Regions from separate parts of the Hordeum vulgare genome. Here region 1 is linked to region 2. Evidence: chromatin contacts called from public Hi-C data. All regions are on one chromosome and are shown on one strand. The core of a region is the stretch at or near the end of the contact, and the rest is flanking DNA. Distances in the headings are between cores, read along the strand shown.

Region 1 (2,797 bases), core at 80-2,579, 140 kb before region 2:
GCTTGTAGAAAATCCAACCAACATAAGAGCTTTACCCTCAAGAAACGGACGCGGAAAGCAGGGCGCCTCAGAGGATCCTTTGCTTCCGCCAAGACCTTCTGATGGACCAAGACATCTGCTGATTTGTCGACATTGATATCAAGTTGATAGCTACAGAATGACAAAAACAAAGATGAACCAATATTAGCCCTATGAGTGTACAAAAGACAAAGAAGAAATAATTAACTGGCCTAGGAATACTGAATCCTAAATAATGACCTCAACAGCTTCATTTCCTGATATGAGGTGGTGGTATAAAAAAGGGAACAACTCCCACAGAGAAGAGGATTTGCAAATGGTGAATACGAGAATAACACAAGAATTTAACCAACAATTCATCCATTCTATACGAACATAAAATACCACATAACCAGAAGCATAACAGACCAGCAGCCAAGTAAAGGGCAAGCGTCCAGAACAAGAACTCCTTTCTGGAAGATAAGGATCTGAATGCAGTAATATTCACTTGATTTACCTCGAAGCTTAGCTTAAGCCCAGAGGAGGCCAGTTCAAAATCGAGTGAGCATAGTAAGACTGCTGATTGTCCAACTCGACATTACTGTAGATAAAATGTAAACAGATCGATTCCCCGAGCAAAAAAATACTGAGTCGGTTCAATTCCGTAGACAAGTCCAACACCACAACACTCCCAGCGAATGAAACACAAGTGAACACTGGAAGCTCGAGTGTCACCGGGGCAGCAGTTTTTATATGCTAGCACGATACTAGCCATTAACCATCACGAGACCTAACAGAGAAGCCCAAAACCATCTGAACTGCGCTACCGAGTGACATTGGCAGAGCTAACCGATCACCTGAATGGAAGCCGCGCGAAATGGGCCTCGAGCTGGACGCGGAAGTCGGGGCCTGCCGCCTCCTCGTTGCCGTCGGCGACGAGCCGCTCGAACACCTGGGTGCAGATGTCGCGGGGGGCTCCCCCGCCTCCGCCGCTCCCGCCCGACACGGCAGGCGCGGGCGGCGCGCTACGCGGAGGAGAAGAGCTCTCCCCCACGCCCTCCTCCACGCCCCCACCCTCAGCTGCCACTGCCATCCCCCCGCAAACCCTCCGCCGCCGCCCGAGCGGGTCAACCGGCGCGCATCGTCCGTCCCCTCCAAGCTCCGGCGCTCATCTAGGGTTCCGTCCCGCTCAACCGACGGCGTGTTCTAGAAGGTTCGCGGGTTGGTGGGCACTACTGGGTAGTTGGAGCACTTAAGGGAGAAGGATAGGAGTGGGGGAGGGGGAGAAAGAAGAGGAAGACGATGATGGCTCGAGTGAGTAGGCGCGAGGTGTGGGGAAGTAAATTTGATGCCATACCAGGGTTGAAATGGTCTTTCCGTGGCGACGAAATGCCCCACCCTCCGTACGTCCGGCTTCACTCATGGGCTGTTTGGTTGTTTACATTATTTTTGGAATTTTGCATGTTTGTTTGTTTGTTTTATGGGCAACCCTACGCTTCCATCGACGGATTATTTTCAATGATCTGTCACCTTCACAGCCGTTTGATTTTGTGCATTTAGCCGATCTCATTCATCCGATCCGCACGCGGGGCTTTGGCCTAATTACTGAAACGATGCTCGAGTTTCTGAAACAATTGCTTTGTTGCAGTTTTTTTTTCTTTGCGCGCGCTTCGGCTGGGTATCCGGTAATTCCTGAAACAATTGCTTTGTTGCAGTTTTTTTCTCCGCGCGCGTTTCAGCTAGGCACCCGGTAATTCCTGAAACAATGCTTGAGTTTCTCAAACAATCGCTTTGTTGCAGTTTTTTTCTTCCCGCGCGCTGCGGCTGGGCATCCGGTAATATTACTGAAACAACGCTCGAGTTTCTGAAACAATCGCTTTGTTGCAGCTTTTTCTTTCCGCATGTTTTGGCGTTTTCTTCGTTTTTATGTTTTGCAACGTGTGTATTCTTGCGGACGAAAATTTTACAACACAGGTAAAGTTACAGGAAAGAAACACGCTCGTACAGAGGAGCCGGCGGATCGCTCGCGTGCGATCCGTCGGCTGAACGTAAACTTTTCCCTTGTTTTATTAGTTGGGCCTGTTTAAGAAAATGCTGACAAAAATTCAACATTTACTCGTGTTGATTGGCCGTATAGGGTTTGTTGTTTGGTTGACTGCATTTGTGATTTACAAATGAGCACATGTAACACATAACTTTTGACTGTGTGCAAGTAGTTGTCTTGTTCGTCCCTTTAAAATGTGGTGGCTTTACAACCAATTTGCAACACTTCACATCATACAAACACAAAACAACACATCACATAAGAACACCACATCACACAAAAACAATAGAACACATCAGATAAAAACTTACGGTGCATAATAGTAGTATACATAAGTTCAAACAGCACGACGTCTCATGCCCTTGTTGGACCTAGAGTGTTGATCCGTGAGCAAAATATACAAGTTTTGCAGCAAAATGGGAGACGATCAAACGAAGTTCAGACGATCTAGACAAACAAACTAAAGGGCATAGCAGATGTCGCTAATGCAACTATGCTTTGAGCACATGACCCTACAAGTGTTGGAGGTATTTGCATTGTAGATTGCACCTTTGTAAGGACCGGCAATATATCGACCAGAGGAGGGTGAATGGGAGATTCAAAAATTCTTGCGAAACTTTTATTAAATTCCATTCACAGCAACACAGATAAGTAGACAAATGGATCACTGAAGATAAACTGATACAACACAAGCGAAGGTTAACTTAGATGGGGTACTCAAAAAGATTTTCAAAGAACTGAGTGATAATTATTTTC
Region 2 (2,952 bases), core at 95-2,594:
TCTAAAATGCTCAATCAAGAGATGAGGCAATAGTGTACAAGATTCACAACAACCTTCTTCATAGAAGCATGGATCACTAGGAAACGAGCTCACAAAATGTCTAGTTGAACACAATTTCAGACTTAGTGAAATATCAGTTTTAGCAATGCATTTTTATCATGAAGGCATATTGACAGCAAGAAAAACATATGCAATTAGGCATGTCCTACTACAATTTACTCCTTTCCGCAAAATCAAAAGAGGCGTGGTTTGCTTAATTCGAGCTTCACAAAATGGAACTTCACAAAAACAGATTGCAGATTTTAACATGACAGCACCTTGGGAGAACCAAATGAGCATGTTAATGATAATCTACATGGCAACCATATGCATTGAATCAAAGTAGACATATCCTACAACAATTCTCATGAAGGAATCATATGCAAAAGACCTACAAACTAGATGCAATCACCCACGCAAAATCGAACAAAATAATAGTTTAGACATATTCACGAAACACTTGCAACAGAGATATGAGCATGTAGATGCAATCTATTATGCATGCCAATGCCACAATCATGTACAACACATCAAGCACAACATTTTTAATATAAAGTTTATTTAAATCGCAGCAACGGTTATTTAGTTATGAAATAAATCATTTTAATATGGCATTTACGCAGAACTAAGCAAACAGAAAGTTTGAATATTTTACACATGCATGAAAGTTGGCTATTATGAATCTACACAAAATTCTAAACACTTTTAATCTTAAGTTTGTTTAATTCTGAAGCACGGATTAAATCACACGAAATCCAAAAAGACATCACAACAAAATATCATGCACACAAACTTGCTCAAATTACAAACTAATTGCACGGTAAAATTAATTGGATTTTTATACGCCAAAATCATATATAACATGTGGGTATTTACTATGGGGAAATTACATAACAATTATGCATCTTATGGCATTTATGCAAATTTCATGCAAACAACATTTTAAATATTTTTAACATGGATGAAAGTTGGAAATTATTAATCTACATAAAATACTACACATTTTAAATATTTAAAACATTTTAATCCGGTCCACGGTTATTTATTTATGAGCAATTTGAAATTATGACACTTTTCTGAAATTATGAAATACAATGGAAATGTTGAAATTCCCAGAGGTAGAAAAAAAACTATAACTACACCAGAGCTGCAATTGAGCCAATAGTGCATACGTGGGCGCAAGATAGCAAAATGGCGTTCGGGCGTGAGATAGCATGGCGGTGCTCACCATAAGGCCTTGAGCTTGTTACGGCTGGGCTTGGCACTGGGCCGAGTGCTGCTGAGCCGAAGACAGAGCGGGCCGGTGGATCGAGCAGAGCTGGGCTGCGAGGAGGCACGTGGCCCATGTGGGGCGAGGCTCGACCTGGTTGGGGAGCGGCCGAGGCGAGCGGCTAGGGCAACGATGCTCCTCAAGACGGGAGACATGGCGTGGCGACGGCTAGCTTGGGGCGCTAGGGCGCTGGCGGGTGACGAGGCGGCCGAGGACGAGGGGGCGGTGGCCGATGGGACGGATGATGATAGACCCGACCATGGGGCATCGGATCCCGCTTCGGGGGAAGGTCCGGCGGGGGTGTCGATCTCCAGCGGCGGCTGCTCGAGCATAGGTATGGCGAGGTAGCGACGCATTCTGATGATGTCGGGGCTCCGTTGGCCGAGGGCGGACTCTGGCGAGGTCGACGGTGCGCTAGCCGTCACGGCTTGGTGGCGAGGAGGCGAGTGGATCGGGCAGCGCTCGGGCTCTTGCGGGAGGCCGCAGGGAGGAGCGGTTCGGGCGGCGGAGGCGCGGGAGGGCCAGGGCGAGCTGCAGGCAAACTTGGCAGGTGGCAGCAATGGAGAGGTGGCTAGTCGGCGCGGGGTTCGAGGTGGAACTAGGGTTTACCCGGTTTGCACTGTTTGGGAGTCTATTTATAGCAAATGGGCCTACAAATGAGGATTTTAGTCTGTTTTCGGGCCGTAGGATAGCGATCTAATGGCTCCGGACGGATAGGGCTTACGCTAGGTGGGCTAGTGCTTGTGTAGAGGGGGGTGGGTTGAGGTGAGAGGGGGGTTTGGCAGCCCGTGACAAGTTTTTAAATATCAAAAACCTTCGATGTTTTAACCGGCTATAGTGCCTCTATACATTTAACGGTTCAGGTATTAAACAGATTCCGATTGCGATGAAATTTAGCAAACGTCCTACCTACACTAAAACAAGACAACACACGAACTTTCAACCCATTCCGAGAAATTTTTATACACACTTTTAAAAACCATATTTTAACAATGTCACGGGCGCGCGCGTGTGTGGTTAGTCCCGAAACGACCAACGACAAAATGGACAGAACCAGCAACTAACAACAGATGCAAATTTCAAAAAAATTGATGGCAACGGACTGTTGGTGCTATGTAGATGATGCAAATGATGCAAATGATGTGATGATGAATGCGACAACAAGATGAATCAGACGACCACACCGGAATAAAATGGGAATCTTCCAGAGCGTCGGTTCCGGGCTGTTGCAACTCTCCTCCACTAACAAGAGATGTGGACCCGAGATCTAAGAATGAAAACGGGAAGAGGAGGTGGAAAGGAAGAGGTAAAACTTAGTTGCTTCTTGACAAACCAATGAAACCGATGAATCTTGAAGGTCGCCAGAGATGAAGAATGGCATGACGAACAAGCAAGAATTCAAAACAAATTTGGGAAACACCTCGATAGAAGAGAGAGGCAAAACTTGATAAGATGAAAACAACTTGAAAAGAAGACACCACACTCCTATTAAATGGATAAGCAAGGAAAGAACATGTTGTTAACAAAATGAGATGATGAATCAAAGAGAGAAACATCACAAGCCTCCGGGACAAAGAATAGAAACTTGGTCATTTGATGGAGAATAAAATGACAACTTCTACCACAATTGAATTTGATAAGAA

What was found. Hi-C and Micro-C count contacts between places; a contact is called where the count stands out from the background.
Region 1: a contact with region 2 is called in a Hi-C map of seedling, with 3 times the contacts expected there. The contact joins the promoter of LOC123398845 here to the enhancer-like site in region 2. A contact is called at or near these places in 2 of 6 Hi-C or Micro-C datasets (leaf and seedling).

Annotation. Positions count from the first base shown.
Region 1 is chr5H:265,650,895-265,653,691 of MorexV3_pseudomolecules_assembly, reverse strand. It overlaps LOC123398845 (serine/threonine-protein kinase STY8-like), which reads right to left and starts at 1,329. Exons shown (of 16, transcript XM_045093292.1): 1 at 855-1,329; 2 at 36-150. The coding sequence starts at 1,090.
Region 2 is chr5H:265,506,688-265,509,639 of MorexV3_pseudomolecules_assembly, reverse strand. No RefSeq gene overlaps it. Among protein-coding and RNA genes, the nearest start is that of LOC123395877, 110 kb to the right of the region's middle. Within about 2 kb of position 1,344, at least 3 of the 3 cell types and tissues checked have open chromatin away from gene starts, as enhancers often do. A contact at or near this core is called in leaf and seedling, where this site is marked.